Linked DNA regions of Mus musculus: region 2 is linked to region 1. Evidence: chromatin contacts called from public promoter capture Hi-C data. All regions are on one chromosome and are shown on one strand. Each heading gives the region's core, a stretch centred on a gene start, on an enhancer-like site or on the middle of the called end of the contact. The rest is flanking DNA. Distances are from core to core; before and after follow the strand shown. Region 1 holds the start of Dock11 (dedicator of cytokinesis 11). Region 2 holds the start of Zbtb33 (zinc finger and BTB domain containing 33).

What was found. Promoter capture Hi-C pulls out the DNA fragments that hold promoters and counts their contacts.
Region 2: a contact with region 1 is called in a promoter capture Hi-C map of pre-B cells, with 2.4 times the contacts expected there. The contact joins the promoter of Zbtb33 here to the promoter of Dock11 in region 1. A contact is called at or near these places in 2 of 39 promoter capture datasets (the C10 cell line and pre-B cells).

What each region holds. Positions count from the first base shown.
Region 1 is chrX:35,886,563-35,890,848 of GRCm38.p6, forward strand. It overlaps Dock11 (dedicator of cytokinesis 11), which reads left to right and starts at 2,270. Exons shown (of 53, transcript NM_001009947.3): 1 at 2,270-2,470. The coding sequence starts at 2,369.
Region 2 is chrX:38,187,510-38,191,795 of GRCm38.p6, forward strand. It overlaps Zbtb33 (zinc finger and BTB domain containing 33), which reads left to right and starts at 2,284. Exons shown (of 2, transcript NM_020256.2): 1 at 2,284-2,573.

The DNA.
Region 1 (4,286 bases), core at 1,020-3,519:
TTAATTCACATATAAGGACAACTGTATCCTAATTTTACATGGCCTTGGGAGCTCTCAGAAGAGGTATAGGATATAAGTAAGGAAGGGGATTCATCTACTTTGCTGCCTTGTGTTAAGCTATCATCCCTGAAGGGTGCAGACCTTTCAATGTTACTGCTTTCATGTCAGCCATTAACATCTCATGTATTGCTTTGTAAGTAAGTCTAATAAGGTCCTTGTTCCCCCAGGTGAATTTTGGAGGAACTGTACCTTTGAGGGTCATTGGGACTTTAGCAGGAGGGATAGATGTTGTTTACATCTTGCCCAAGGAAGGAATTTTAGCAATAGTGTGTAAATGTTTTGCCTGAATGTGTGTATGTGTACCACATGTGTGCCTTGCGCCTGAAGAGGTTAGAAACACTGGAGTGATCTCCCTGTAACTGTACTTTGGGGTCGTTGTGAGCCACAATACAGGTGCTGGGAACTGAACCCATGGCTTCTGCAAGAGCAATGAGTGCTCTTGACCTCTAAGCCATCTCTTTATTCTCAGAGGGGACTGGACTCTGCTCCATGATCTGAACATTGAACCTATAGACTGGGAAATAAACACCTTCTCTTTCTGTCAAGGTGGAGAACTTACCCAGGAGTCCTCTTGGTCTGCTGTCTTACACCTATTGCCCCAAACTGAGTAGGATTCTATGCCATCGTACAGTAGAGAGTTGAACATGGGTTAATATTCACCAATTATGATTCATCAGTACCTAGAGCACTACCTTTCTTTCCTAAGCCCTGTGCCTCTGCCTTGTACCTGAAGCAGTGAATCTGGAGTTAGCAAGGGAAAACATGCTAGAGTATTCTGGAGGTCAACAACTAGGAGCCAGACACACAAATATTCACCATTCATTGAACACATAGCATGAATTTGTGCTGATCCACCTGCAGGTAACAGTTTCCACCCCGACCCCCAACACACACACACACACACACACACACACACACACACACACACAGAGTGAGGTCAACATGCAGGATAATGCCTGTCCCTTAGAGCCCTTCCATGTCCCAGGTCCTGGAGGAACCCTCCATCTGTGCCTTATCAGGATCAATGAGAAGGTGGCCAAATGGGCTTGCTGCTAGGAGACTTGGTCTTTTCTGGGTTCCTGGAGTCCATTCCCATGCTCTTGTTTCCATAACAAAGTCCTTGTGTAGGTGTGTGACTGTGTGCTCTTTGAAGGCCTGAGAAGTGTGGAAAGTGCCATTTGGGCACCGGTAGAAATCCTCAAAAAGGATTAGACCCCTGGTGATGGGCCATTTCAAACTTAAAACAAAACAAAAAAAAATGAAGTGGGGCCTTTCATTTCAGAATTAAGGCCTTGTTTGTGTCTAAGCATGCATGCTTTACACCTAGTCAGATGTTCTGGGGAAATTAAGGAAAGGGTGAGATGGTTGCAGAGCACAGGTAAAAGCTAGAGGATTGATAGGTCCTCCAAAAGCCTTCCCAGTGAGCACTAGGGCCACTCCTTCTGGAATCACTGCAGAACCACACAATTCATCAAAGGCTCTGGGGTCTCTCACCACCCAGCTATCCCTGCCTGGGTAAGACTCACTTCTAGAAGCCTGTCCCCTGGTTGCCCTATGAAGTGGATGCCTGGGTGGGGAAATGAAGGGGGTTGGGTACAGACCCAGACAAGTCTTTCCTGCAGCAAACCCGCTCTTCCTTCCTTTGACATAGGGCAGACCCAACCAGGCTGAGTACACAATAGGAGCATGCTGCTTCCATGTTGTTTCCCAGCCTCTAGCCGCCTGGGACCCAGGGGCTTGCAGGTTGGGGGCAAGTGAGATTTTTCCCACCGCCTCACTGCTCCTGAAGTCTTAAGGGAGGCAGAGGTCTCTGGAGGCCCCAGCACACCCTAGTCTTGGAGACATTTCATCACCCACCTCTGACCCCCTCCCGCGCCATACACTCGGAAAAAGAAGCAGCCTCATCTCGCCTCCCGGATGCGGCTGCACCAGCAACATCAGCTGCGGGCGGAGCCCGGGTGCTTGCCACTTCCCCCTCTTCCCGCGTGACCCTCGCCCCCACCTCCAGCACTCCCTCCCCCTCCAGGAGACACACCCTCCTTCTTAGGCCACTCAGGTCGGGGCCCTTGGTGAGAGGGAGCAGCCGCCGCCGCCCGGCAGGACCCAGAGCCTGCAAAAGCTAGAGCAAAAAGGAGGGAAAGAGGGAGGAGCGGCGCGCGGGAGGAGGAGCCGCGGGAGCTGGGCGCGGGGCGGCGAGCTGAGATGTGGCCGGCCCGTCGGCGTGTAAACACAGGCAGCAGCAGCAGCAGCGGCCGCCCGGGCCCGGGGCACTGAGCGCTCCCGCCGAGACCTGCCCGCCACCTCTGCCATGGCCGAAGTGCGCAAATTCACCAAGCGGCTGAGCAAGCCAGGCACGGCAGCCGAGCTCCGCCAGAGCGTGTCGGAGGCCGTGCGGGGCTCCGTGGTGCTGGTGAGTGGTCGAGCGACGGGGAGTCCCGGGGGGGGGGGGGTTCGCTCACACCGGGAGCAGCGCGGTGGCTTCCCGCGCGCGCGCTGGAGACCACGGGCAGGATGGGCGCAGCTGCGGTCGAGCGCTAGGAGCTCTCTTTTTCCTCTGTTCTACTTAAGTTTTCGCTCTGGCAACCGGCTGCCTGGGGGTGGGAGTCTCAGGCGCCACGGGACAGCGCTCTGGCTACCCCACCAGCTTGCGCTGGGCTGGAAGCTGAATGGCACAGCGGGTTTCACAGAGCTGCGGCCGGAGAGTGGGTCTCCACCCCAGCGGGGGCGGCTGAAAGCTTCAGATCGCACCTCCCGCTCCCCCGGACCCCCGCACAAAGAGCTGGAGATTAGGGCACGAGGAGATCCGGATCCCTTTAAGAGGGCACCTGGGGCAGCCTAGGCGGAAGGATGCGATGAGCACAGATATACTTGAGTGCGGATACACATCGGGTACACGCGCGCACACACACACACTCACTTACACACACAAAAAACCCCACCCAAAAGCCCAGGGCGCCCAAGCTCTGGCGGGCGATGTGGACAGAGGAAGCATAGCGACTTCCTCCTGCTACTGGGGAGAGGGAGGGTGGTGATGGGTGTTGAGGGGTACTGCCAACTAAGACAGAGGGAGAGGATTGGAAACAACGGGGGTGGGTCTGCGCCTGAGTGGGTTTTGAGTCTGTATCCTCTGGGAGAGGATGGTTCTTAAGACTTGTGAGCGATTGGAGGCAAGAGGATGTGGGAAGGACTGGATGTTGCTGTGTAAGGATGAAGACCCTAGAACCAGACGCCTACGTAGACTATTGGGGATGTCTTGGCGGCGGGTAGAGCTGGGGGATGGGGATTGGAGAGTGTTCTGACACCCCCCTCGGGGAACCACCCCTCCCCCGCACGCCAGCGCACCCTCATCAGTCCTGTTCAGATGGTCTAAATCTGGAGGGAAGCCTTGGATGGTAAGGGGCACTTGCTCCTTTGCTTTTAAAGGCTCCCATTGCCAATTTTTTGGACTAGGGACCAAACCTTAAATAAGCAGTGGGACTAAATCATTAGCGTGCTTTTTTGTTACTTTGTTTTGCAGGAGATTTGCTGGCTTTTGTCTCTTTCCACTCCTATATTATTTCATGTCATTCGCTGTGTTTAAATCTCCGCACTTAAGAGAGAGCTTTTTGTTAGCACAACTTATCCTGGGAAGGGAACCTCGCAGCTTTTCCCTGTAATTTTTATGTTGATCTTGTAGAATCGGCAATAAAACCAACATTAAAGCAAGGCAAGGGGCCTGATCCTAACAGTGGGGAAAGTTGACATTAGTGGGAATTCTGGAAGAGGATCAAAGGTAAAATATGTACCTTTGAGATAAAAATCGGATTTCTAATAGCTGCAACTGTGCAGAGCCAAGGGACTTTAAAGAAATGTCTTTATCATGGCTGGACCCTTGAAGTTTAATCCTGCTGCTTGGTGAGGCTAAACCCAGACCTTTAATGTTGTCTTAATGGATTTGGCTTATTGTATATTTCACCCAGATTTGGAGCCAGAACCTGTTGAGGTCAGATCAGAACCTCACTTGTCATCAGGGCCATTTGAGAGAGGACCACAAGCTGTGTGCAAGGCATTTTATACCAGGTTGTCATCTTCAGTGGTTATTAGCAAGTGATCCAGACAGCCTAGCACAAGGATGGCTTTTCTAAAATCATAAAGCAAACCTTCTCTGAGGAGTGGCTGGCCACCTACCATAGCATGTGAAGAGAGAGGGAAGATGGACAGATGGTATCAAGAAAATATATGAGGCA
Region 2 (4,286 bases), core at 1,034-3,533, 2.3 Mb after region 1:
TGAATAGAACAGCAATGGCTTGTGCTGTAAGATTGAGAATCGACAAATGGGACCTCATGAAACTGCAAAGCTTCTGCAAGGCAAAAGATACTGTCAATAAGACAAAAAGGCCACCAACAGATTGGGAAAGGATCTTTACCTATCCTAAATCAGATAGGGGACTAATATCCAATATATATAAAGAACTGAAGAGAGTGGACTCCAGAAAATCAAATAACCCCATTAAAAAATGGGGCACAGAGCTAAACAAAGAATTCTCACCTGAGGAATACTGAATGGCTGAGAAGCACCTGAAAAAATGTTCAGCATCCTTAATCATCAGAGAAATGCAAATCAAAACAACCCTGAGATTCCATCTCTCACCAGTCAGAATGGCTAAGATCAAAAATTCAGGTGACAGCAGATGCTGGCGAGGATGTGGAGAAAGAGGAACACTCCTCCATTGTTGGTGGGATTGCAATCTTGTACAACCACTCTGGAAATCAGTCTGGTGGTTCCTCAGAAAATTGGACATAGTACTACCGGAGGATCCCACAATACCTCTTCTGGGCATATATCCAGAAGATGTTCCAACTGGTAAGAAAGACACATGCTCCACTATGTTCATAGCAGCCTTATTTATAATAGCCAGAAGCTGGAAAGAACCCAGATGCCCCTCGACAGAGGAATGGATACAGAAAATGTGGTACATTTACACAATGGAATACTACTCAGCTATTAAAAAGAATGAATTTATGAAATTCCTAGCCAAATGGATGGACCTGGAGGGCATCATCCTGAGTGAGGTAACACAATCACAAAAGAACTCAAATGATATGTACTCACTGATAAGTAGATATTAGCCCAGAAACTTAGTATACCCAAGATATAAGATACAATTTGCAAAACACATGAAACTGAAGAAGAATGAAGACCAAAGTGTGGACACTTTGCCCCTTAGAATTGGGAACAATCACCCATGGAAGGAGTTATATAGACGAAGTTTGGAGCTGAGACAAAAGGATGGACCATCTAGAGACTGCCATATCCAGGGATCCATCCCATAATCAGCCTCCAAACGATGACACCATTGCATACACTAGCAAGAGTTTGCTGAAAGGACCCTCATATAGCTGTCCCTTGTGAGACTATGCCGGGGCCTAGCAAACACGGAAGTGGATGCTCACAGTCAGCTATTGGATGGATCACAGGGCCCCCAATGGAGGAGCTAGAGAAAGTATCCAAGGAGCTAAAGAGATCTGCAACCCTGTAGGTGCAACAACATTATGAACTAACCAGTACCCTGGAGCTCTTGACTCTAGCTGCATATGTATCAAAAGATGGCCTAGTCGCCGTCACTAGAAAGAGAGGCCCATTGGACATGCAAACTTTATATGCCCCAGTACAGGGGAACGCCAGGGCCAAAAAGTGGGACTGGGTGGGTAGGGGAGTGGGGGGGTGTGTGTGGGACTTTTGGGCTAGCATTGGAAATGTAATTGAGGAAAATACATAATAAAAAATATTTTAAAAAATAATGATAAACAATACAAATATTATTGCCTTTCAAGGTAGGGCTCATTTGACACTATTTGGTTTGTTATTCCTTCTCTGTAGTTCTATACTTTTAAAATACTTTTATTCGTGTGTATGTACCTGCCGAGCCCTCTGAAATGAGAGAAACTTGTCTTATCTGCTTTTCTATCCCACAGGGCCTGGAGTATATTTGCTGCAGATCAAATGTGATCTCTATGTTAATAGATATGCAGTTAACAAGATATTGCATGCACCATTTAACATTCGATTAACAAGAGTTATCAGAACACAGGTTTCTTCTTAAAAGTAGACAGTGTAATGTGGTTTTCTTGTTATCCTACAATTTGAATTAGTATGAGTTAAATTTTAGTATGCAGATTGTATTCAAGGTGGCTTGTTATCCAAGCAACAGGCTAACAGGGCAGACTTCAAACATGCAAAAGAACTGGAATTTATACAACCTCTGAACATTTTTAAGCCCTCGGGACTTAAGGGAGTTTGAACAAACAAGACTAGCCTCCCTGCCACTCCTAACAGTGTCATCGGATCTTTGTCTGTCTCACGGAGCCGAGCTCTTAAGAGAATCACAGAACACTTAGAAAAATGCTTCGCAGTCACGGAAAGAGCCGAAGGCGGGCTTCGCGCTCTTCCGGACAACCCCGGGCTGCTCTCGGAAGAGGAAGGCGAGGAAGCCACGCCTCCCACGCTGCGCCCTCTGTCGGCGGAGCCCGGCGCCCGAGCCGCGTCCGTGGAAGCCGCTTTGACGTCGGCGGAAACTGGAGCGACATTTAAAGCGGCAGCAGCGGCGCTGCGGAGTCCGGCTGCTTGGGGTAGGACTCTGACCCTGCCTCGGCCCCGAGGAGGAGAAAGCGGCCGCCGCGGAGCAGGTGAGGAGTGGGCTGGGCACCGGGCCCGGGAGACGGAGCCCGCCTACGCCTTCCATGCCCTGGCCGCGCCTACGCTTGCGGCCGCCTCGCTTGAACCAGGAAGCAGCGGAGCCCGAGGCCTTGGCTCCTCTGCTCTTTCTTTGTGTGGGTCCCGGAGCTCTACCAAGAGAACCGGTAAGGCGCGGCGTGGTCCCCTTCTCTGTCCAGTGCCAGAGGCACCCGGTACCCTTGCATAAGCCTTAGGGCGTGGGGGACGCCGCCAAGTACCCACTTGGCTTTCTCCCTCTCCATTCGTCCGCTTTGGGGGGCGGGGAAGGGGGCTCTTTTCCCACCTCCCTACTAGTTTGATTGAGCTTTACTATGGGGCCCATCCTCCTCTTTAGATCCTTCTTTGGACACAACAATGCTTCCGGCTTCGCATGGCCCGCTACCCCCAACAGAGTACCCTTAGGAGCTAGGCCTACTTTCTTCAACACCCCTCAACCCCCCTGCCTTCGTTCTGCTGTTTGCATCGCCATCCCTGTTTGTGTTTTCACGTGAATTGACGTTTAAAAGCTCAGTTGCACCAAAGTTCAAAGGAAGAAGAGGGAGATGGTGGAAGAGGGAGAGATGGACAACAGCTGCAGGGAGCCCTGTAGTGTTGGTTTGTTTCCCCCCCTCTGGCCCGTGGCATTTTTCTCTTCCCTACTGTCACCAGCCTTCTAAACCAGCCAACAACCAAAGATGTGTTACACAATGCTATGAGATGCCTTTTCCGTAGGCAGGTCGCAAATCTCTGGGGAGGAAAGGTTTGAGACCCACTTGGGGTGATCCTGGGCTAACCCTGACCAGCTGGATACCTAATCAAAATGAAACCAGGTCCCAGTATCACCTAGACACCTACATTTGAATCATTCCCATGTTGGAAAAAAAAAACCCTTATTTTCCAATTATAAAAATCATGTGGCCATATACAGAAATCTCTCCACTTGAAAGTGGTTTCTGTTGAAACCTTCATGTTTTGGATTGTTGGCAGATTGTCTAAAGGTCACACTTTGTGATGAATGCCTTTGTGATTGCCTGTAATTCCTTGGTGCTGTTAAAATGGAGTAGCTAACATGGTTTTAATTTTTGGCTTTTAGACTTTTAAAGTTATGATGTTTTAAATACAGAGATACTCATGCCTCCCTTGTGTGTTTATATGTGAGCATGTGTGTGTGTGTGTGTGTGTGTGTGTGTGTGTGTTTGTGTGTGTGTGTGTAAGTACCAGGTGACAGTGACATTCTTTAGTAACTTATTAATAAAATAATTCTCTACCAAATGTACTTAGCAAGGAATGGTTAATATATAATATTTGTATAACATGTGTTTTGTGCTTATAAGTATTTTAATATGCATATGGGTCCTTTGCACTTCAGATGCACTCTGAACTCAATAGCTTCCGTGAAATGCCAAAAGAAAGTGTTTGGAGTGTCCCACAGCAGCAACAGTTGCCTGCTTCTCTGTTGTAACTAGTTACTGTTTTTGCTTGCACTGACTCCTTTGAAGAGAACTGGGTCTTCTACAAGTGAACATCATTCTTTACCAACAACATATGTTTGCAGTTTTTATGTAAATAGGCACCGAGGAGGGGCGCTCTCCCTTTCTGTTTGTTTCTTCACTAGAGTATGTGTTGACTTCACTTGGCACTCTGTCTAACGCTGCATCTCTACAAAGTGCAAGGCAGAATAGAAGGATAAGGGGTAGGTAGAAATAATGGGAAATTGTGAGGCGCTAATTGTCAGTGTCCGTAATTGGCCTTGGCTGTGAGGGTGAACTTTTGAATAGGATGTAACTAATAAGATTAGAGGTGAAGTTGAAGGGTATAAATTTCAGACTAAATATTAAACACACTAAACTTTTCTGGCA